Regions from separate parts of the Mus musculus genome. Here region 2 is linked to region 1. A link is a contact called in public promoter capture Hi-C data. All regions are on one chromosome and are shown on one strand. The core of a region is the stretch at or near the end of the contact, and the rest is flanking DNA. Distances in the headings are between cores, read along the strand shown. Region 1 has its middle 90 kb from the start of Gm12707. Region 2 overlaps Fggy (FGGY carbohydrate kinase domain containing).

Region 1 (7,889 bases), core at 1,713-4,212:
AGGAAGGTTAGGAACCACCCTTTTATCGGTTGAGGCTTAATTCAGACTATGTGTGTTGTGTTATACTGTGACAGAGATATCAAATAAGTCATATGCTAATAGATAATTGAAGACAATGAACATCAATGAAGAAACAAACCTACCAGGTAGCATAGGGTCTAAGGAGAGGAGACCTAAGCCTAAATTGGCATCAGTCAATCTCTAGACCTGTGAGAGTCAAAGCCCAGGGTGACAGCATGGGACTGCTGTGGGGTTCTGCAGCTAGAAACACTTAGGTGCTTAATTGATATTTCCCATCTTGCAATGGGGCACAAATGAAGCACTAAGAAACAGCCCAAGTTTGGCTCCCATTAAGACCATGAAGGAAGAGCAGGAGAATGAGAGGGAAGATCTGCTTGTCTGCTTGTCTACTCTGCTGAGGAATGCCACAAACACTCATACACTTAGGCAGCCTTGTAAGAACACAAAGGAAACCCAGCCAATAGAAATTCCTGGGAAACTATGATGGAGCTGAAATAGGAAATACCAAGGAAGAGAATTTGCAGTGCCAAGTTCAAATGCCAGTGTGCAAGCTAAATTCTTCAAAGAAACACTGTTGCCTGTCAGCTATGTGTGGAATCCTAGGGAGATATAGTAAGCAGGGCATATTCAAAGTCCAGCCTATTGCTTCCTAGCCCTTCTGCAGCTAGATGTTTCCTGCATGCTGATAGCCCTTCTTTTACAGAGCTTAGAGCTTAGAGCTGAGGCTTAGGCAAGTTCAGTAGACTACCCAAGGTCACACAGCTAAGGAAGATGGCATGATATCATGTAGAAAATCTTTTGCTGCTGGGATAATATAGACCTGTTTTATACTCTTTATTTTGTGACTCACTATTTGGGTGACTTTGGAATATTGATTTTCCTTTTCTAACACACTTCCCCATCACTAGACTCTGGATCATTCTGGCCAACTCTCAAAACTGTGGAAATATGGAATGAAGTGACATTGGTCAACTTGTAACCCATTTCCTTCTCCATCTTCCTTGTGCTGCAGTGACTCATCTTTACATGGAGGTGGTACACATGCATTGTATTAAAAAAAAAAAAAGACCCTGCACTTTCAGGGCTAGAAAGGTGGCTCAGTGGTTAAAAACATACATTGTTCTTTTAGAAGAGCCGGGTTCAATTCCCAGTGGCCCACATCAAGTAGCTCACAACTGCTTCTAATTCTAGCTCCAGGGGATGCCTCTAACCTCAGGTACATACACATATACAAACATACACACATGTACATTTAAACAAATAATAATAATAATGTCAGCAAGTACAATAAAACTTCACATTCTAGCAGCACCTACAGGTGGCCTCACTATATCATACTGACCAGGGGGATGTAAGCAGATATCTCTGAAGTAGCCAGTCCTGAAGAAGAAAGCCAAACCTTTTTGGTAAAAACCTCTCCTCACTTCTTGGAAAGGGGAAGCAAGATTTGGAGGTAGAGCAGCCATCTTAACAAAATAGATGAGTCTGGATCTCTGAGGTGCTTTTGGTCTGCTTTTATTTGGACTTAGTGATGATAAAGTCCAAGGATAACCAGTTTCAGCAAGTTTAAGCTAACCTGTGTTTCCGACTGACAGAGTAACAAAGCTTTGAACCACCACACAAACCCACTGAGTAGTAGCTGTTAAGGGGGAGAAGAGGAATGTATAGCCCTGTGCTATACATTAACATATACATACATATAATACATATACATACATATAACAGAGTTCACTTGCTCAACCCAGCCCCTCCCAGGGGACACTGCAAGTCCTTTCCTTTCCTCTGACTTGCTCCCCTCCAAACTCAGACACACAGTCCTTTGCCTGGATACCAATGTCAACTGAAATAAGGTAGTGTTTGTAAGGTCACTAGCACAATACTTGGAACAAATGTGAAACAACTGGATTTTTCCTTTCTTAGAGTCTTTGAAAAGGCATCTGCAAATGAGTCCTGCTTATTGACAAACACATTTGGTAAATTTAGAGAGATGCAGAAACCCAAGCCGCCTTAGCTGCTTAGTCCAGTCCTCAGCTCCTGCCTAGAGTTCTGGACTCAGTTTGCAAAGCCCCCTTCCCTGTGAACTTGCAGTTGGACATTTGTTCCTGCTGTTGTAGCTCATCTGATTACTATTCACTGTTTCCCCCTCCCTCTGAAAGGCATCTACTTTAGGTTTGACTCCCTGGTAACTCAGCACACACAGTCATACTCTGTAGATCACTACCAAGAATCAAGTCAGTGCTTGTAGGAGTCTGTTCACGAGGTTTTAGTTCACCACTCCTACCCCTGCCTAGAACAGGGCTGAGCATTTCCTTTGCTTCTTTAGCTTCGCATATGTAATTTCTTGTGCTTGGATTCCCTTCCTCCGGACCCCTGCTCACTCAAATAGCACTTAGGCAGTTCCCAGGGCTTTTCCCTCTATTCTTTAACATATGTTTTCCTTCTCTGGCAGCATATGGCTATTATTACTTATCTATATGTTCTCATGCCTACCAGAATATAGGATTTAAAAAATAATTTAGTAATTTTTTTTCAGTTATATATCTTAAAACATGGTAGGAACTAAGAAATTTGATGAACTTACCTACACAAAATTTAGGCTTTGATTCCTTCTCCTTTCCCTTGACACTAGACTTGTAATATCCTGTATAGATAGACATTAGGTATCTACTGAAGGCCAGGCATTTTTATTATCCATTCTGTCTCCCGAATAAGTATGAAGAATGTCCTTGAAGAGCTGTGACTTCATTGTGGAGATATACCTCACTTACAAAGATCCTTTAGAGATTGTTATGTTAGAGTAATGTTTTTGTTTTGTTTTTAAATCTTATCTTTGGGATGATTGACTCATAATGCCTCACGATCTTTAGAACTTTAGTGAACCCCCATGGTCCTGTTTATACTCTGCGATCATGTTCCAAAGGTACCAGAACCTGACCCAAGGCAATCCAGAGTATTTCAAATAGAAATATGATCTTTGGAATGGATTGCAGAAGAGAGTGGGCGTTATGGGCAGTGAGTCACATTTGTGGCAGATCTCCAGGGGAAAAGGCCGTGAAGAAGTTGAGATACCAGAGTGGCCCTGGATCCTCCTATCTTGGTAGTTCAGCACTTCCTTTGATTCTCTGTGACACCCACAGCATCCTTCCAATAAATTTCCCCCTTTGCTCAAGCTACACAAAATCCATTTCATATGCTTACAGGTCTAAGAAAAACTACCATAACCAATATGTCTATGTCTCTAAAGAATTTCCTGTTTGGTCTTCTGAATTGGTCAGGGTTTGTATCAACTGAAAATAAAAGAAAGTCTACAGTAACAGTGACTTAATAATAATATGTCTATTTCTCTCCATTAAATGTAGGTGACTAGAACTCGTCACCTGGTCCTTAGACATCTAGGTACTTTCTATTGTATTGTTTGACTAATCTTAAGAGATGACTTCCATTCTATGGACCAAAAAGCCTTGCAAAGTCCATCTAATATCTTATCACTCTAGTTGACAGGAAAGAGTAAGAACATTTTGCCCTTTAGATACAAGCCCCGGGATTGAACAAACAACATCTGCTTACATTTCAATGTCCAAAGCATGTGTGTGTGTGTGTGTGTGTGTGTGTGTGTGTAATTGCCATATTTCTGCTTCCTATGTGCAGTCTTTCTGCTTACTCTTCTGTTCTGTCATGGTAGGTTGACCTTTGTAGACTCCTTCAATGGGCTATCTTATATCTGAATTCTATGGTTCTAGTGCAAAGATGGGGTCTCCCGAAAGGGATTAGAAAGAGGGGAATGGGGTAAAGATCTACATTTCTTTACATCTCTTCTTCAATGGTAAATTATGCAGGCTCTGTCCATTAATTTAAGATTACTGATTCTTGCAAAATGATTGGTCCTGCCATAGCCTATCTTTTTCTAGGTCTTGGTAACTGTTACTTCCCTCATATCATCAGGTCCTAAGGAATATTACAGCTTCACTGATATAAGGTCTAAGTTGCTATATAACTTAAAGTTTTTCCAAACTCAGCTTTGTGAATATTGTATTTATGAAGAAATTCTCTTTGGCTTATCCTGATTTGATTACATCATCTGTATTTGGTTGACACTTTATATCTACTTACCTTCAAGATTTTTATTATAAGACACATAGCTACAAGAAGGTTCTGTTACTACATCATGAGAAGAGTCAATATTTCAGAACAGCACCTGTGCTGAAGTCTCAAGTATCTTTCTTTATCATCTTATAAGTCACCATTTTATCCCCTAATCTTAACAGAATGTCAGGATATTTCCATCTTTTGTACCTCATACAAGGCTGTCTTTATACTATACAAGGTCTAGCTCTTTTTGAATCTGATCTCCAGGAAGTATTTTCAATTTTGGGAGGGGGGAGTGGAGAGTAGGAACATTGTTTTAGTGCTGGGGACTGAAGCAGAGTCTTGAGTTTATTAAACCTATATGTTATACTCAGCCATGCCACCTAGCGTTATGCATTAATTAGTTAATTTACATTTATTTATTTATGTATGTATTTATTATTTATTGACTTTTTGTCATAGTTTCATGAGTCATAGAAAGAAATACGGTGGCACTATTTTCAAACTTGAAGAAAGGAATACAGAGTAGAGTACAGCAGATACAAGATTTCCAACCTTGCCATCTGGCTAGGATGGCAGCCTGGCTCACACAAAGTTTGACTATTAGAACAGCAATAAGTGGACTGCAAATCAGTGAATAGGAAATACCCACAGGAAGTAGACAGGCCTTGGTAACTAGACACCCAGAGTCACACACATAGCAAGACAATAGTCAAACCAAGAAGAGAATAAGAAATGCCCCTATCCCTTACAGAATATTCAATGTGACCAAAGCAAAACCTGGATTCCAAATGTATGACCCAATAAGGGCTATTCTTATTCAAACCACTATATTCATCTATGTCTTATGATTCTGGTTTCCAATAATGCAACTCAAGCCCCAATAATTTTTTTCTATTAATGTAGTTTCCTGTTGGACCATTACTATCCCCCTAGAGACAATTTTCCAGGCTGCAAATGATGGCAATTTTCTAAAACACTAAAAAGATCATGTTATCCACCCACAGAAGCTATTAAATAGTTCCTTAGTTCTCCTAGAGTAAAAGTGTGAATAAGACCTTATGTTACACTGTAATTATGCATCTGTTCAGATTCATCTTAGTCCATTCCTTTACTTCTCTCCTGACACTTCATTTCCCTTAAGAATTTACATAAGCTTTTTCATGTGTGTGGCTTTCTTTTAATGCCCTTTAATTCTCTCATCTGGCACATTCCTTCTAATATATCCATCCAAGGTCAACTCCTAAGTCATGTAAATGATGAGAACTAAGAATAGGTAGGGCAAATAGAGAGAGAACAAATGACAAGATGGTAGGTTGAAGAACCACAATATTGTCTACTACATTAATCATGAGCATCACACTATCACTAAATGCAAGTGAATGTGTATTCAAAGTCAAAGGTAGAAAAATGTGACAATGTGCTATTAGTAACCTCTTAATAAAGTCAGAATTAAAAAGTGGGGAGATATATTATGAAAATACTAATTAAAAGAAAGCTTGAGGGGCTGAGTGGAATTCAGGATGAAGACCATGACCAGGGATGGAAAAGGGGTATCACACTGGTAATAAGGAAAATTCTTCTGGACGTAATAATCCTAAATTGCCACCCTTCAGTTCTAGGTTCAAAATACAAAAGTTGACAGAATAAAAAGGCAAAACAGACCATAACAATATTTGAAAGATTCTAATACTTAGAAGTAATCAATATTTTGAGCATTAAAATATTCACCAATAAAGCAGAATTGAATGAAAGTATAAACATACTCAACACTAGTATATTTATAGACAATTTCATCAACAATCAGGAGTTTTCAGTTTCAGAAGGTTCTATGCAGGTTGCTGATGAAGGTAACTCATCAGTGGCCTTACCCAGCTGTGGATCCTGAATGCTATAATACTTAACTTCCAAGCAAGATCTACCCATTGGTGCAATAGTAGTAGCCTGATTGTTATGGAGGAAATCAAGTACTTTCTGATAGGATCTGAGACCAACTCTACAATGGAAAATCCATATAAGTCTTGTTAACCCATCAAAAGCCCAGAACTGGTCTGTCATTGGCCCCAAGGGTTAGGGGAACCCACTACTGATGTTTTGCTAAATGGACAATGTGTACTCTAAAGATTTATGCTTATACTCACCTACAGTACTGTTCTTGGGTTTGGTCAGAGAGCTTTTTGCAACAGAAAGTGGTGAATGTGAAAAATCAAAATGAGTTCAAGTGCTGAGAACAAGTAACTGTTGAGTGACTGGTCCTCAAAAGGACATAAATACCACTACCACTAAGGCTTCAAGAACATTGTGAAAGACAGAGGCAAAAGTATGCAAAAGCCAGAAGATGGGGAGGAGTGGTGGATGATGCTGTCTTCTGGACATGACCTGGCAGCTGCGCCAATGAAATCCTAGCAGTGGTGGTTACCTGCAGAAGACTGGCTAACCTAAACAAACAGACAAACAAGAAAGTAGGAGAGGGACTTGTTGGGTAGAAGTGGTTTGGCAGAGGAGAAGTAAAGAGGATAATGGGGGTGAACACAACCAAAGTATATTATGCATGAATTGTGAAAGAAGATACTTGAAAAAGAATGTCTTAGCTTGTGACCTAGTGCATTTCTGACAAAGCCTGCCTTACCAAAACTTCCTGTCTTGAAATAGTAAAACGTGTGTGTGTGTGTGTGTGTGTGTGTGTGTGTGTGTGTGTGTGTGTGAGAGAGAGATTAATAAGTCCACCAGATAGTCTATGTACTGTTAAGATATCCTTCAAGCTTGAGGTCTCTCTCCTTTAATTTCAGAAGCTAACATTTGAATTTTGTGAACCGGACAATCCTTTAGCCTAGACTACTACCATCACCTTTGTCACCACCATCTCCAGCACCATCACCTCCACCACCACCAATGCCCCCATCACCACCTCCATCATTGCTTCCTCCACCACCATTACCAACCCTACCACTTCCATCACCTCCACCTTTACCACTATCTCTACAAATACCATTTCCACCACCACCTCCACTTTCCCCTCCACTACTGCCACCGTTATCCACCACAGCCATCACTTCTGCCTTTACTGCCACATCAACCACCACCCCTTCCATTGTCACCATTACCACCTCTTCCACCGTTATCATTACCTCCACCTCCACCACCATTACCCCACTGCTGACTCTTGCAAAGCTGCTACTAACTGTAGTAGGTAGTTTGGCATGGAGTTACAGACTGCTGGATATCAGTAATGTCAGGTAATGCCTTAAGGCTGGTGTTCCAGACAGCATCTTCTAACCCACAGTGCAAGATCACAAATCCTCCTTCCCCCCCCACCCCCACCCCCCAACAGTGATCATTGCTTTTAACCTCATATTTTTTACTTTTGGCTTGCTCATGACACCAGAAAGTTTTATGAATATCCCAGAAAGCACAAATTGCTCTGCAAGTCTTTAGACTGCAGGATGAAGCTGTCACAAAGTGGTCAATGCCAGTGCTCTCTCTGACTCTAAAGCCACAGAACTGCTTAAAGAAAAGTCTAGGAGCAGCAAGTGGCAAAGCTTCCCCCTAGGCTCACAGATCTACTCAAGAAATGAAGACCAAGCCAAGAACTCAGCTCACTGGAGCTAACACCAGCAGTGAACATAAGGCTTAAAGTGAGCAAAGCCTCCAGAACCCTTGTCTTTGCTGATAACTGCTTATAACATGATCTGGTTATTTTTCTCCCCAAACTGGCATACTCCTTTTAATTCCTTCCTGCAGTGTGAATATAGACAGAAAGGTCTGACTACTTTAAATTCACC
Region 2 (7,889 bases), core at 2,477-4,976, 370 kb before region 1:
AAATGTGTGTGTATATGTGTGTGTTATGTAAGTATACCTGTGTGTGTGAAGACTACAGAATAAATTCAGGAGTTATCTTCAGGAACATTATATACTTCCTTTGAGATAAGATCTCTCATTGTTCTAGAGCTTACCAACAACTTTAGGTTGAGTCGCTCAGTGAACCCAAGTGTCCCTACTGTCTCTGCTTTCCCTGTGCTGGGGTCATTAATGCACTGCCCAGGTCTGGTATTTTTGCATGGGTTCTGGAGGCTGAATTCAGATTTTCAGGCCAGGGAGGTGAACACTTTATTGACTAATCTGCTTTCCCAGCTCTCACTGTGGTTTAATAAGCGTTACCCTTTTCCCTGGAAGGCGCTGCGTATGTGTAGCATCCCTAGACAGAGCCAGTTACCCTGTGCTTTGGAGGTGTGGGGAGGGTTTTCCTCAGGTCCTTTGAGTTAGTTACAGTGAGCAATTAGCAACACTATCCAGCTCTAACAACATGGTGTGGTCTGAGGGAGCCTTTAGTCTGTCTAGGCCCAGAGTCCCCAGAGCCATGGGCTCCATCTATCTTTTGCAATAGCACGGAGGTCAGACTATGGGCAATCTAAATGCTTCTTGAGACATTTCCAGAGACATGGGGAGGAGATCAGGCCCTCTGTGTGAGGGCATAGTTAAAGAAGGTATGGAGGCGGGTAGGGAACAGAGATGGAATGTTCTAGAGATCTATTTTAGTGGAAGAGAGCAGAGAGTGCAAAAATGGATGCTCTCTGACTCTGTTTTTATGCTCCACCATACGATCTCTCCAGCTGACCAACACTCTTGCCACCAACCCAATCACAATGTAGTATTCCTGCTACGGGGCACCCTACCAAATTCAATGTCATCATTATACCCTCAACCTCTAAGAACTATTAGTGAAACATGTCCTTTTTCTTATAAAATACCTGACCCCAGGTATTTCATTATATCTGTACATTTCCTGCCCTCTGAGCTGACTGAACCAGAGGCGTGTATGCTTACTAATCTTTATGGACACATATCTCTAAGCATTTCCTATGTTAAACTAAAGAGGACTTTGTTGTGATATCTTCAATTGTAACCCATTACCATAGGGATTATACGCTAGCCCTAAAGAATCATCTTAAATGGTAACACAATACCTACCATTTTGTGCCAGGGTTGTGCATAAAACTGTCCTGACTAAACTCTCTACATGCTATGGGAAGACACCACTAACCAGACATAACAAAGAAAGAAGAGTAACTGTGAGATTAAGTATTTTACCTGTGTTTCCTTTGCGGATAGAAAAGAAGCCATTGTCTTCGAGACTCAGCATTCACTCAGTGCTAGAACATTCCTATTTCTAGGTTCATGTGAGATGGAGAAATCTTTCTACCTCCCAGCTTCCACCAAAGCTCTGTGGAGAATACTCCTTCCCATTGGACCAGCTAACTGGAGAGCTAGCTGCCATGACCTGACAGCTCCTGAAAGGGGCACTGGAGCAGGGGCAGGGATTAGCTCCCTCTGACCCTATGACTTTTTGGCCTCCAGCTAACCTCTGCTGTGTGTGATCCTGCATTTTGAAGAGTTGGTAGTGATTAACTCTGAGCAAGCAGCTCTGCCTTCATGAAGTTACAAAAGAACAACGTTCCCTCCTTGTTAATTAAATCACGCACACAGGGAAGAGAAATGTGCAGCCCACACTTGTGTCTTCTAAAATATCAAAGGCCGGATTAGAATGTCTTGTGTTCTGCCTCAGGCCTATTTTCCCCATTCCTAGAGGTAACAGGGACCAGGAGATGAGGGTCTTCTGAGAACTTACCAATACTCACTTACTTGGTCATTCATTTATTCATTTGTTATTTTGAGCTGAATCCGAAAGAGGCAACCTTACCAGCACAAAATATACCAGGGAATTCTTCATCAATTAAACACTGAGCTGGAGACATCAGAAATGGCAGATGGGAAAAAGGTGAACCCTTCAGGTCACATTTAAAACCACTTCTTGACAAACCCAGAGCCCTCATGGTACCTGTGCTCTCTCACTGCTGGTGAATTTTCCCTGACAGTTGGTGGTTTTATTTGCCAGACCCACAACAAAGGGGTCCTTGAGCTTCCCTGGGAGTGCTTCCTCAGTCCTGATCCTTTCCTAGACCTCACAAACGTGTTATTGTTGCCCGCTTGCTGTGTTCCCAGCACCTGAGGGAGATCAAAGGTACTGGAGACCACAGTCTAACCCTCCTGACATAGCATTAAAGCTGATGATTAATCCCTTTAGCCTACAGGCCTCTTCACACTAGCAAGTACAAAACGGGGTGGAGGTGGGGACTATACTTTCAGTCCAACAAAAGACAATAAACTGACATTTTATGACTGCCATTCACTGTATCCAACTGCAGCTGCCCATCAAGTTTGTTAAAGCTCCAACAGTTGTCTCATGTGCACTATTTATGTCACGGGGACATTTTTATAAGTATCATTACTATTTTTGAGTGTCTGTGAAACTGCACATCACGGTCAGATAAAATGCATGTTACCCACAAACTCTCTGGTACAGGCAGTCTTGCCTCTTATATAATGGATGAAGAATCTGAGGCTTAGAGAGATTGAGGGGTTCACTCAGATCATGGGACTGAACCGATACTAGGAGATTTTACAACCTGCATCTGGAAATCAAAATGCCTACAATCTCTCTGTTCTGGGATGGGCATGGGATAAGAACACATGATATCGAGTAGCACTAAAAAGTTGGATCTCTGAAACCACAACCAAGAGAGTGTTTTTGGGTCTTTGTTCCAGAAAGTACCATTTTTGTGACCTTGAGGGAAGCACTTGAGCTTTCTGCCTCCTTTTTCTAATTTGTAAAACCAGGATACAGTAGACAAAGCTCTCGTGCCACCCGGTGAAGAGACAGTGGCACTGAGGGAAGCTATAAGGAGGCAACTCCCATCCGTGGGGGCGGCTTCTGTGTGCAAGTCTGAATTAGAGGGCAAAAGTGTCAAGACTCTGATTCGGGAAGCTAGATAAGATGTGTCCCACTGAAGATAGCAGAGATTTTAATAATTTCAGTGAGGACACACTGGCAGCTTAGACCCATGTCAAGAGAAAAGAGAACTGGCTACTGTTCCACACTTCTGGTTTAAGAAGGCCTAGCTTCTTTAGGTTTGTCCTTCTAGCACAGGGCTGTAGAAAGTGAGTGGGTGAGACTTCTAAAACCAGTTAAGGATACTAAAATATATAATATATAATATATATATCAATAATATAATATGGACATATAATACACACACAGACACATACAAAACATGCTCACATAAACACACGAACAAACATAAACACGTACTGTGGCTTCCAGTTTTATGGGTATTTTAATGGGATTCCTGTGTATGTGAACAAGTGTGTCTCTGTTTCTATATCTGTTTCTTGTGTCTTTTCTTAGGCTCTTTTCTTTCTGTCCGTTTGTAATATCCTATTCAGTGAGTTTGGTTTTAATCTTATTTTATCTCTATCACTTAGAAGCCGGTTTGTTTTCTAGTAAGAAACAGGAAGGGGTTGAATCCAGCTGGGAGGAGAGGTGAGGAACATCTAGGAGGAGGAGAGGGAGGGGAAGTGTATTTAGGATATATTATATAAGAAAAAAGTCTATTTCCAACAAAAAGGGAACAAAAAGATACGATAGTGCCTAGAGTTCAGAGAAGCTTGAAATAAAATGTAGTTCCTTAAAGTTCAGCCCAAGTGTCACATCGGGAAAGTTTCTGCCACCAAGAGTTCCCTTCTGAGTCAGCCACTCTTCCTTCTCTGCTCCATAAAAACAAGACTGGCAGTCACAGGCTGGCCTCGAACAGATGCTCTCTGAGAGAAGCACTCTCTCAGTGCTCACGCTAGGAGACAGCGGATAGAAAACTCTATATTCTGCAGAAAGCTGGGACCCTGTGTGGGACTGGGAACCATCTCTACACAGAGACTAAGGGTGAGACTAAGTGCCTAGCATAGATCAGATGTGTAGCACAGCGATCTCAAACTTAATCTGCTTTCAAGGACCCATAAGCCCATCTCAGCTATGGGGAAGTCTTTGCTATCCTTTTGTTCTGAGAATTTAATAGCCAGGACAAAAGAGAAAGTTTCAGAGAATATTATTGAATCAAAACAGCTGCCTGTGAAGAAAAGTGCAGTTATTTAAGAGCTGCGCTCCCTCACTGCTGAGATTCTGCCCTGTGTCCTGCATTCTCTGCTCATCTCCTCCTCCACTTTCTCCTTGGTTTTACTCATCTGGGAAAAATCCAAGGAGTCGTCCATCTCACTTTAACAGAGTAATGACTTTTAAATAAAAATATGGTAGAAATGGGTACTTATCGAAATGGAATGCTTTCAGACTCATGCATTTAAAAAAGATATAAATTTTAGGGCAGGCACTAAATTTTACTGCAATCTTGGAGAAAGCCTTTCCACTCATTCATGGAGAAAAATTAGCACAGTGAAAATTGCTTATCAGTGTTCTTTTGAAGTCATGATATGCAGCCCGATTCTATAGATCATCAGGACACTCCCAGGGAGATGGATTTATATGGATGGAGAGAGAGAGCTCAGTGGCCAATGAAAATAGACACCTGTGCGCAGGGAGACCTAGCCACCCTTTGAGGAGAGATGTCTGGAGGGCTTTGTCAGCTCTGCAGCCCAGGTGAACTCACTGAGCACCCTTCCATTTTCTTCAACAAGTTGGCCACTGGAAAGAGGCTTGGCAAGATCGGTCAGGCCGGTGCTAGGGAAGGGGGAGACAGAAAGAATGGAGAGGCGAAGGAGCCAGTAGTTTCCAGGATTGGGCTCTGGGCTGCCTCCACTGTTTGTGGTGGCCTTGCCTTTCAACGTGGTGCACTTACCCCCATGTGACAAGATGATGTTCCACAGATGACAGCCAGCCTTGACGTCACTGGCTGTCCCTCACAGGTAAGCCCGTGACCTCTCACATCTGCCCCAATCACTCCTGTGGGAAAGTAAAACCAAACAGAATGTTCTTAAGAAAAGAGATTTTGTGTGTGTGTGTAAGAAAGCTAAAAGCAAGCCAAAAATAAAAAAAAAATACTTTTTATTAAAGAAAGGGGAACATACATAAGTGTGTAAGAATCCCATATTTGGTCTCAAGTTAAAAAATATAAAATAACAAACAAACGACTATAACAAAAATTTACTTGCTAGCCAAGGGCAAACTAGGAAGTATATTCTGTTTTTGCCTTACTCTAGTCCATATATGTCATCTAACCTTGTCAGAATAAGACCAACTCTAACTATACACATACAAATGGCAGCCATGAAACGGGCTACGGCCATTAAATACCGTTGTCTATTCTTTGTATTACAGGGATAAGTTCCTTTTAACACTGTCTAGACGGTATAATTAATGCCATAAACAGACACCAAAGGAAAATCTAAGATCTTCAGAGGTTAAGTGACAGGTCCAAGGTCAAAGTGCTAGTAAAAAGCAAGCTCTTCTGGCTGGTACCCCAGGGTCATGTGATCCTTTAGAATATATGGTACCCCAGGGTCATGAAAGGAGGAAGCAACGGAACTCTGTGATGCTTGAAGCTTTAAGACCCTCATGTCTCCATTCTTATTTCCAGGCCTTCCAAAGCTCCAGGTGTGAAAGACAAGTCCCTGTTCTAAGAATGGCAGGGAGTAGAGAAACTCTCAGCAAGAGGACAAATGGGCTTTCACACAGCTTCTCTGGATTCCTTGGTACTTGCAGAGCAAGTTAGGTTAATTACAGAGCCCCCTTTATCTTCATATACTCAAATAGACATCAAGAGCCAGTGTGTGTGCGCGCACACTGTGGGTGCACACTCATAGCATACTGTGAGTATGCAGTGAGAAGCCAGAGACCGGCAAACCTGCATCACTTCAATATGAAGAGGAGGGTGGGGCAGGCAGAGAGAACAGTTTGATCTCATCTAATGACCTCTGTTCCACCCTGCTCTGGATCTACAGTAAAGGATGCCCATTCATTCATAACTCAAGACATGTTCTTCCCGCTGCCTGGAATGCTATTCCTCAACACACTCCCAGGTGAACTTTTGTTTATTCTTGACTCAATATTACTTTTTCAGAACAGACTTTCCTGATTATCTAGGTCATTTTCAGTCTCTCTGATAAATATTCTCATGTACCTTGACTCCTGGAGGACAAGGTACTAGAAACTTCAAATTTTCAAATTTGAATTTTTAAATTTCTCCAATAAAGGCTGTAAGAAGCTAGTACTGTCTTCTTTGTATGCCTAGTAGCCCAGGGACTACAAATAGTTGCTACCTCAGGCATGAATAGAGAGTAACTTCGCTTATAAATACAATGAAAAATTCAACAAAACCTTACACTTCCAAGCTCACCTCTGGTAAAGCAGAGAGAACTTTAAATGGAGAATTTCAACTCAGAAGGACTAGTTCACATGGAGAAACCAGAGGCTCAAATTCTGAACTCCCCAGGACTTGGCCAGAGACAGACAGAGTAGGATCAGCACATCAGGCAACAGGTTTACAGATACTGATAGCAGCAGCTTCATGACAAAGCAGGAGAGAAGGAGCTGGGGAGGAGCAGGGGAAGCAGTAACACGCTCTAACATCATTCCTAAGTCTACACCTTCAGGGCCCAGCTGCTCAGAAGCCCAGCAGCAAAGACTCTATGTTGGTCAGCACAGTAAATTAATTCCAGTGAGAAGGTCGCTTTAGCCCTGGGGCCTGAACCTGCAATGGTCTTAGGCCTATTTGCAGATCAAGTCTATTGTTCTAGTCTGTAAACAGAGGCTGTCCCTGTGGGCTACAATGTACAGTCTTGGTCCAGATTAGCCCTGCAGGAGATGTAGGAGCTGGAGAAAAGGTAATGCCCTCATCCAAGCCAGGGCTCACATGAAGGATGCATTTTCCAGGACTTCAGCTTTCTAGACTGTGGCTCCAGCACCTTCTAGAGTGCACTACACTCAGACTACAGTCACTCATTCCTCTTTCCCTGACTGGTGAACTGGTGCTAGCTTCTGAAGTGTAATATCTAGCTGACATTTCTGTGTATGAAATTCCTACTCAAACACATAATACTGATGTCTTCCTGACTGACTTCTGAGTCCCTTGTTTAGGACATCAGAACTTTGGAACAGGAAAAATCTGAAGAAAGAAAGAAAAAAGAGCAAATTTGAACAACTTTTGCTACACGACCTTGTACAGCTAGATTTTGTTTTATTTGAAAAAAACTTACTAACTGATTTGACTATTATTATACTCATTTTACAAATGAGAAAACTGAGGCTTAGGAAGGAGAAATTTCATTGGGGCATGGAGCACTGGAAGCAGGGGGTAAGAACACCTGACTGCCAAGTGTTGGCTTTTCACCATGAAGACTGTGTTTTTTTCTCTAAGACCAGGTAGCTAATATTTACTGTCTATTCAACTTAAAATACTGGGGTCTCAAAGATATTGATGTGAGAGTCTTGACAGAAAGGAAGCTGACAACTACTGGTCCTTAGTGTAACAAAGCTCTCACAGAGACTGCTGTCAATGGACCTTTCTAACCAGTTCCATTTGAATGTAGTCTAGGCAACCCGAACATTACAAGGACATTCAGTTCTAGGAAGTCTAAAAAATAGCAGAAGAAGAAAATTGTGAAAACATTTTTACTTGTTTCCTCTCCATTTAGTAGTCACTATAAATTTATCTAAGTTTAGAATGGAACAACTAGAAAGTTAAAACAAGAAAACACTGGAATTTGAAAATAAATATCTGCTATAAAATGGGACAAATAATAAAATCGGTTTGCTGATTGATATTGAGACAATATTCTTAGAACAGATATCTAATGTGCAGGTGACTTGTCACCAACATCACCATTCTTCACTCCTATCACTGATGACAACACCCTTCCCTGAACTA

What was found. Capture Hi-C pulls out chosen DNA fragments and counts their contacts.
Region 2: a contact with region 1 is called in a promoter capture Hi-C map of adipose tissue. The contact joins two enhancer-like sites. A contact is called at or near these places in 1 of 484 Hi-C or Micro-C datasets (cortical neurons) and 2 of 9 other capture datasets (adipose tissue and liver).

The regions. Positions count from the first base shown.
Region 1 is chr4:95,391,149-95,399,037 of GRCm38.p6, reverse strand. No RefSeq gene overlaps it. Among named protein-coding and RNA genes, the nearest start is that of Gm12707, 90 kb to the left of the region's middle. Within about 2 kb of position 2,962, at least 12 of the 459 cell types and tissues checked have an H3K27ac peak or open chromatin away from gene starts, as enhancers often do. A contact at or near this core is called in adipose tissue, where this site is marked.
Region 2 is chr4:95,766,503-95,774,391 of GRCm38.p6, reverse strand. Fggy (FGGY carbohydrate kinase domain containing) reads right to left here. Exons shown (of 16, transcript NM_001113412.1): 8 at 4,863-4,966. Among named protein-coding and RNA genes, the nearest start is that of Hook1, 200 kb to the left of the region's middle. Within about 2 kb of position 3,726, at least 13 of the 459 cell types and tissues checked have an H3K27ac peak or open chromatin away from gene starts, as enhancers often do. A contact at or near this core is called in adipose tissue, where this site is marked.